Linked DNA regions of Mus musculus: region 2 is linked to region 1. Evidence: chromatin contacts called from public Hi-C data. All regions are on one chromosome and are shown on one strand. The core of a region is the stretch at or near the end of the contact, and the rest is flanking DNA. Distances in the headings are between cores, read along the strand shown.

Region 1 (4,380 bases), core at 1,090-3,589:
CAACTTTTTAAACCTTTTTAACTTGAAAGTAATTTTCAAATCGACAGAAAAGTTGCAAAAATAACAGAACAAAGAATATTCATGTAGCACATCCCTGGACTTGTTTACCAACATTTAGCCCATTTCTCTGAACATCTGTGCTTACTTTCTTCCATATACACACTGACCACTTTTGTCTTGAACCTAATGGCAGTCTCACACACCATGGCTCTTTTCCTTTCAACACTTCAGGAAGTATTCCCAGAGAGTATGGATGCTCTCACATAATCACAATGAAGTCACCAACTGGGGACCACGGACGCCATATTCAGTTGCCCTAATAATGAATTTTTAATAGCATTTCTTCCACGTCAGGATCCAGCTGAGGGTTAGAAACGCATTCCCCGCTGCCTCTCTTTAACCTGAAGCACACACCCCTTTGTCTTCACAACACCTGAGAAGAATTGAGCTCCTCCCTTTTAAAATTAATGGGGCCGTTCCATCTTGCCTTGTCTGTCCTTTCCTCTGGCGACTCTGCTTGAATCAGAATGGCTTATGTTTCACTCAGCCAGAAAGTTCCCTGAGACGCTCGCTCTCTGAATATCACATCTGAAGGTGCCAAGTTTAGTCTCATCCCAAAGCAATGCCTACTTTGTTCAATAAAAAGAAGTCACTCCATTCTCCTTGCAACTAATGTTTCACCTAGAGGAAAACATTTTAAGACCATCCAAGTATCATGACCTACCGCAAAATTCCCCTTTCCCACCCCTGTAATAATCTCGATACTTGAAAAACTGAAGCAGGGGGGGATCATGAGTTCAAAGCCAGCCTGGGATATACAGTAAGCTGCATAGGATGAAGGAAAAGACAGACGGGGTGGAATAAAAAGGACGAGGAGGAGAAAGAAGAGGAGAAGAAGGAGAAAAAAGAAGAGGGGGAGAAGGGGCAGGGGAGAGGTAAGAAGAAAACTTCCCAGGTGTCCATGATGCCTCCTTTACATGCCTTATATGTCCTGACAGCTGCAGCATCCTGACTGCAACATTCTTTCCACACTATTATTCATTCATTGTCAGCATTCTTCATCGTTTGTTCACTGGTGAAGTAGTTAGGGCTAGTACACACCCTGCTCTTCTTATGACAGATCCCTATGTCGCTCCTGTACTTTATTTACTCTGGTACTCAGACTTGGCCAGTGGGGGCTCCTTCAAGCCGTCAACTATATATTTTTGCCATATTTATTTTTTTCTCACTTTTATTCCTTTACTTTCTCACAATAAAAATGTTCTGGCCTTACCCTGCATATGTCCTGTCTCTGTTCTGGATGAGGTAATTTGTCCAAAGGGTCCTGGGGACTTTTCGGGGAATAACAGAGAGCAAGATTCAGAATGACTGGTTTCCAGTCAGTCTGCTTCACGTCGCTGATCTTCATTCTAAATATGAGCCACATGGCCCTTTCTGTTATAAAGTAGATAATTTGAGCGGGCTCATTTCCATTGTGGCAGCTAAATTATTGGTAGATCTTACCAACTGTTAATCAAGGGTCTACATTGGATTAAGATGGATCCATTTCAACTACATCCGTACTGCAAGCAAGCAGCCTTCCTCTGTGGTACTGCCCTTACCCCCTTGTCATGCAGCCGACACAACCTGTTGGCAGCATGGCTAACATGCTCAAACTTCCAAACTCTTGGTATCACAGCACCCTGCTTTCTTTCCTCTTTCTGTTCACTACCCGAGGCAGCTGCTCCCTGATCCTAGAGATCTCCAACCCCAGCACTTCTCTTCCCATTACATAGCTGTGCAAATTCCAGTCTCCACAGCCCTGAGCTTACAGATCTCTTATCTCCTTGCTGAGGCCCTAGGCTCTCCCTGTGTTAGTCATGTCTATTTTGGCAGAAAATAGGCACAGGCCAAACCCCAGGACAGGACAGCAGGCTCTTCTCGTGAGTCACAGTCTTGACTCCCTGACGGCCATTGCTAGCGGCCTCATGGATGGAGAGCTGTACTTTCTATGGAAATGTAAGATCACCTCTAGCTGCCTCTCACCGTTTCCATGCCTTTGGCATGAGGTAAGGCTGCGCTGGGAATGGTGAAGGATCAAACTCATTCAGCACATTTTAATAAAGTCTGTAAGCATTCCAAAGAAAGTCACTTTCTGGCACCGGCTCAGCTGTGCACCTGTTCATTTGTTCTGAAAACCCTCAGTATCCAAATCGCTCTCGAGGAGTGAAGCGATTCCAGATGAGATGACAAAGAAAAGCCTCTCTTCGTTCTAGGAAGCAGACACTCATTGCATGGCCATCCACCTCTCTGACAGCTGTATTTCCATGACTCTTTCTTCAAGTCACAGAAGGAAGGTCTCCAGCCAAAGTCAACGAAGCTAGTTGCTAGGAAACATATTTCCTGTTTATGTGTGCATATTTTGGAGCGACTCAGTTTCTGATGTACTTTCACTTTTCTGTTTTTACTTCTAACCACACCTATCTACAAAGAATTTAGAAGTAATCAAGAAAAAAGGAAAGAAAAATTGCAAACCCAGACACAAAGTTAACTGGAAGAAAATCAGAAGAAAAAAATATTTTTGTCACATGCTATAAGGAAAGAGAACTTTGCAATAGTAGGAAAACAGAGAAGTTGTCTTTCCCTGCCTAGGACAGATCCAAACTAACTGTGCACACGCGCACATACACACACACACACAGAGACAGACAGACAGACAGAGAACGAACCACAGCAGTGGATACCTAGCACTACTGTCTCCGCAGGCTTTTCTCCAAGTGAGAACTCCTCACTGCAGCCAATCTATTCCCTGCTCGGGCAGCCTGGTTTTTCTTTGGTTTTGCTTCAAATGGCCCAGAACTTAAAAAGCAAGTGTGATGGAGAGGTGCTGGCCTGCCCATCTTCTAGGACCCCTCAGAACACCTTCTCACAGGTCGCCCTGAATCTCCAGTGGAATCCTGTTTTTCCATGAGTCAGCATGGATCAGCTTGCACACTGATTCTTCCGTGGGTTCCCACCTCCCAGGAACTGAACGGGAGTCCTGTGGGTTGATCATTTCCACACCAGCTCTTTCTTTCATCGTTCTCACTTCCGGCCCCATCTCCTGTGAAGAACATTTTGCCTCTCTAGCAGAGCATCCTTCTTTCTGCTTTTCCTCTTAGCCAACCCGCTGGAGCATGACAACCCTGGGAAATATTTTGTGATCTCTATCTGAAGCAGGCTTGGTGTTCTCTCAGCACATGGCCACCTTTAAAATAAATAAAGGCAGAGCTGTGGTGTTCACTTGCACTGTGCTAAGCATGGATGAACACTCTGTCTCCAGGAGTTCTTTCAAGTGGATGCTGTTACCCTTAGCTCATTTCACAAATGACCACACAGGCAAGGAGTTACAACAGAATCCCAGCATCACAGGCAGCAAGTGGCAGAGCCACAGAGCTTCGATGCATTTCACTAGCAATGTGAAATATACTTAGCTGAAAATTCAACATGATAATGAGAGATACGAGGAAACAACCCAGAGCATCAATGGTGACCTCAGGTCATCACTGAAAGGACAGGAAGTGTCAGCTCACTGGAATCCTTCATCAGTGGCCAATACCCATAAACTAGGTTCACATTAATTCTCAGAATATAGGCCAAGATGTGCTACCATGATAGCCTCTCTATGGAGCGCCCTTCTTTCTGCTTTTCCTCTTTGTAACCTGCTGGAGCATGACAACCCTGGGAGACACTTTGTGATCACTATCTAAGGCGGGCTTGGTGCTAGGAGAGATGAGCAATTTCTAAAACACAGAAATATATACATGAATCAAAGGAGAAAACAAGGCAGTGAAAATTGAAGATCTGAAATTCACACAGAAAATTTAATCTAGGAGAAAAACAGAAAACACACAACAAGGAAACCCCATTAATGTTTTAAGTATGCTCTGCTCTAAAAAGCTATAGACAGAATTTTTCAAACCCTCGGCCACAGGGAAAATGACAAAGCCCCCCAGTCCCCAGGCTGAAGTTTAGAGGGAGCCAAGGCCTTCTTCCAGTCCAGATGTGATGTTGATAAGTGTGTACAAAAAACATCCACTGTAGCTACCCCCCACCCCATATTTATGTCTAGTCATGCCCCTACCAAGATTAACTAAACCTGCCTCCTGGATCCAGGTGTAAGCCATAGCCCTGCTTCCTCACTCTCTGCATGTGGTAACACCTCCTCTGTGCTCTCCTGTGTGCAGTTACCTGGTCCACCCACTCAACCATACATAACAAACACACTGAGCATCCAGGATGCTACAGTTCCTCCCTCAGAGAGGCCAGGCCACAGGACCCCTGCTTTGCTGTGTGTGTATCCCTGGGTCTGCCTTTTCTTCATTCCCTTGCTGTTATAGTCACGTCCATCCCTCATCCCCA
Region 2 (4,380 bases), core at 1,200-3,699, 110 kb after region 1:
CCATGATACAAGCTATTCCACCCATATCCACTTTGCCACAACAAACGGAAACCTCCAAGCGATCAGCTAAACAACCCTTTCTTCTTCTGTAGCTTGTGTCAGACATGCTGCCACGGTGGTGAGAAGGCTGATGAACAGAGGCAGAAAGAGGAAAGACGGATAGGAAGGGGAGAGTTTTCTTTCCTTGAAGGGCTCTGGACTTTTTGTTATTGTTGTTGTTGCCAAACTCCTTACATGAGTATTACAAATAGGATTATTTTGAAAGTATTTTTCTTTCTCCTTTATAAATCTGGTTCCCTCTAGTCAACAGTTATAGACCAAGGGACATCAACATCAAGGAACTCCTGACTCAGGATCGAGAGAACTGCAAAGAGAGCACACTGCATCAAAGAAAATGAAATGATTTCCTGTCAGTGGGGGCAGCATCAGTAAGACACTGCCAAACTGTGACCCCCTCAACCAAGCATAGTAGTCTATTCCTGCACTCTCTACCCCATGGAGGCTGAGGCAGGGTGTTAGAAGATCCAAGTCAATTTGGAAGGCCATATCAGATGGGGAAGGAGGGAAAATGAGAGAGATAAAGAGAAACAGGACACACTAAAAATTCACACCCTGCAAGTGTGCTGAGTAAGGCTCTTGGGCCCTGACCTGATGTAGTCATTTCAGATACTTGTACAAAAACTGGAACTGTAGAACTATCTCCCACTGGGTCCCTCTGAGAGACCTTGGAAATAAGGTTTCAAGCAGAGATGTGCCATTGAGAGTGTAAGGAAAGTAGAGGTGACATCAACCAAAAGATGGATGGGGGAGGGGATATTTTGACCATCGTCCATAAATCCCAACTTCCTTTTGAATACTAAATAACTCATGATGCTGAGCTAAAAAGTTCGGAAAAACTTTACTTGCTCTCAAAGCTTTGTCTAGGAAGCAGTTATATGTGTATAGGTAAATTCAGTCTCCGTGATAAAATATACAATTTGATGACACTAAGTGCACTCATATTTATGGACAGGACTAAAATCTATTTCAAACAGAACTGCTATATTCATTCCAAGCCCTTGGCATCCATCCCCTAGTCTACTTTTGTTGGTATCTACAAATCTGTCTATTCCAGGTACCTGACATCACCAGAATGAGATAGTATTTGTTCTTAGCATAGGAAGTAGCATTTTCCCAGAGACTATGAAGGCTGAATCTACCTTCCTCCATTTTTAGACATGAAGACATTGACACCCAGTGACTGCAGGCTGTAAATCATGTACCACAGGGAGTAAAAAGGCTACCTTGCTTCCCACATTGAGGCCTAAATCAGTGGCAGCACTCTGACTTTCCCACACTCTGATTTGAAAGGCAAAACCTGTTTCCTTGGCAACAGATACACACAACAAACCAACTTGGGAGCAACTTAAGTTACTATGTGTCCTGTGGTTCCCCCTTTCCCATGTTTCATTTTTAAAGAAGACACCATCAACTGAGTCGAGGAGAGGACGACATTTTGGAGAGTGTCCACAACGTGTCTGTCATGCTAAACACCATAAGTGAACTGGAAAGTGCCTAGTCTCTAAAAGGCAGTTTTCCGTGGTCTTTGTGAGTTGTCAAGAATATTCATAAGAGGTTCCCACAGATTTAGGCTAATGTGAACATCCCAGCACACATTAATCTGGGAACAGTTAACTCTATGTGAAAGGCACTAATACACGCTTGCGTTTACTTTGCACAGTTATTCTTTTACGATGTTCATAGTTCTATGAGGCAGAGACTATAATTTAGCCCCATTTCACAGATGAAGAAACAGGTAATGTCGTGTTAGCAAGCCTTCATTGCTGTGACAAAGTAGCTAAAGAAACAATAATTTATTTTAGCTTGTGGCTGGAGAGGTTCACAGTGATGAAGACACCTGGGTAGAGTGGATCAGCTTCCATCATGGCGGCCAGGAAGCAGAGAGAAAGGAAGAGAGTAGGGAGTAGGGAGCATTTATTTGTTTGTTTACTTATTTTGGTTTTTCGAGACAGGGTTTCTCTGTGTAGCCCTGGCTGTCCTGGAACTCACTCTGTAGATCAGGCTGACCTCGAACTCAGAAATTTGCCTGCCTCTGTCTCCCAAGTGCTGGGATTAAAGGCAACTGCCACCATGCCCGGCTAGGGAGCATTTATAACCTTCAAAGGCATAAGCCCGCAGTACAGGGGAACGCCAGCGCCAAGAAGTGTGAGTGGGTGGGTAGGAGAGCAGGACGGGGGTAGGGTATCGGGGACTTTTGGGATAGCATTTGAAATGTAAATGAAGAAAATATCTAATAAAAATTGAAAAAAAAGGCATAAGCCCCCCCTTCTCCTCCTTCTCCTCCTCCTCCCTTGGTGATGTACTCCCCCCTCCCAGCTAGCCCCGCCCCCTAACAGCACCACTTCCTCCCAAATAGCAGCAGCATCTGGGGACCAGGCAGTCAGCATGTGCACCTAGAGGTACTTTCATATTCGACCCACAAGTGTGTATATGGTGAATATAACGTTTGAACAAATGCCCCAGACAGTTTGACAGCAGCACAAGGGAAAGTGTCTATGATACACAAGAGACACGAGGACCAAGTATCCCTGGCTCCTGCCTCCTTCGAGATACTGGGGAAGCTTTCTCCGGGTCAAGCACGTTTTTCATTGTCCGCAAGTAGAAAGGGACTGTTGTTTCCTCCTTTGGAAAGATAATCAAGGAAAATGAAAAGCCCATCTCTGTTTTATTTCTTACTTCTCTTTTCAATAACCACAGCCCCTTTGGGGTTTGCACAAGCTGTTGTTCTTTGAGTCTTCCAGCCACAGATCTGCTGCTTGCTTTCAAAGTTGGGGGGTTAGGGGACAGAGACAGAGATAAAAGCCTCAGTCCATGATGGTAGGGAGAGCTGTGTGGAATAGGTTAGCATCGATTATGGCAGCCAAGAAGCAAAGAAAGAGAAGAAGAGACCAGGGACTAGGTATAACCTTCAAAGGTGTAGCTTCCAGGGATGTCTTTTTCATCTAGGTACTGTGGCTGGTTAGATGCACACACACACACACACACACAGAGAGAGAGAGAGAGAGAGAGAGAGAGAGAGAGAGAGAGAGAGAGAGAGAGAGAGATTGCTCCTATTTCAAGATGTTATATTATAAACTCAACCATCAAAACCACTCCAAGAAGGGTTGCATTCACTTTATATATTTGCTACATTATGTGTGGGGTAGGGAGGGAATATGGGCCATTTATTTTATTTCCTTTGTATAATGGTGATATAATTTCAAATTTAACAGCCCATCACACAATTCTATTCATTATTTCCCACCAGAAACCCTGCTAGGAGACAAAATAAATAACTTGTGAAACTTCATTCCTCAGCCCTGGGATTTTTTTTTTAAATAAAATGACTTATGTATTGAGACAAATTGTACACTTTAAAACCCTTTACTATCCCCCTGGCAATGGGGCAACGAGACACTTTGGTGATTGTAATGTTTTTATGTCAGTCAGGGGCAGAGCTGATGGCAATCTTTTGTTCATCCTAGCTTGATGCCTGGCTTGGTGGCCAAGGCTGTTTCGTGCCTGGGACACATGAAAATCAAATCAAATCAAATTCAGGCAGTACAGAGCTAGAAGAGGAAGACAAAACTGTGTTCTGCCATGTCATGCTATGCAGACTGGGAAAGATGCCTACAGACCTGTCTTCCAAAGACCCACAGTACAGGCAGACCATAGACACACAGAACCCTGCCTACCATCACACAGTGAAACATGGGAAGAAGACACACACACATGCACACACACACACACACACACACACACACACACACACACACACAGAGGGACTCATGAACCCCCATGTCACCCACAGACTTGCCCTCCAGCACACAACACAAGTGGTACACAGACACTCTCGTGCCACAAGGGCTTGCCAGGTGGGTAGCCAGCCTGCAGTGGGAGCCACCACAGTGTGTGAGTATGTGGTGGACACAGATGGGAGAGAAAGAGAAGTGGAGCAGCTTGAGCATTTTGAAGAGATGGAACTCGAGACTCGACGGTGGAGAGAAGTAGCCAGCCAGGACACCTGGGGCCATCATAAAGTCCCAGTCTGAGCTGCCACCGAGGGCCATGTCTGGGCTATAGAGTCAGAGTCAATGTCAATAGTTCCTATTACCACTAGAGATCATGGGGGCATCCCCGATCCAGGCAGCTGCCAGGAAACATGTGGATGTCTAGGGGCTGTGCAGAACTGGCCCCATCCCTCACTGGCTGCTGGCACTCTGGAGAGCTGGCCCTGCCTCTCACTGGCAGTAGCACTGGGAGAGCCTACCCTGTTCTCAGCCAGGCAGCAGAGTGGAGCCAGCCTTAGTAGCAGAAGACAACCCCATCACTTGTCTGCCA

Evidence for each region. A called contact is a pair of places that touch in the nucleus more often than the background predicts.
Region 2: a Hi-C map of DN3 thymocytes shows a contact between it and region 1, with 2.2 times the contacts expected there. A contact is called at or near these places in 2 of 484 Hi-C or Micro-C datasets (CD8 T cells and DN3 thymocytes), 2 of 130 datasets of targeted methods (embryonic fibroblasts and pancreatic cancer cells) and 3 of 9 other capture datasets (adipose tissue, liver and pancreatic islet).

Annotation. Positions count from the first base shown.
Region 1 is chr19:32,290,307-32,294,686 of GRCm38.p6, forward strand. All of the region lies in intron 2 of Sgms1 (sphingomyelin synthase 1), which reads right to left. Among named protein-coding and RNA genes, the nearest start is that of Sgms1, 96 kb to the right of the region's middle.
Region 2 is chr19:32,404,507-32,408,886 of GRCm38.p6, forward strand. No RefSeq gene overlaps it. Among named protein-coding and RNA genes, the nearest start is that of 2700046G09Rik, 17 kb to the left of the region's middle.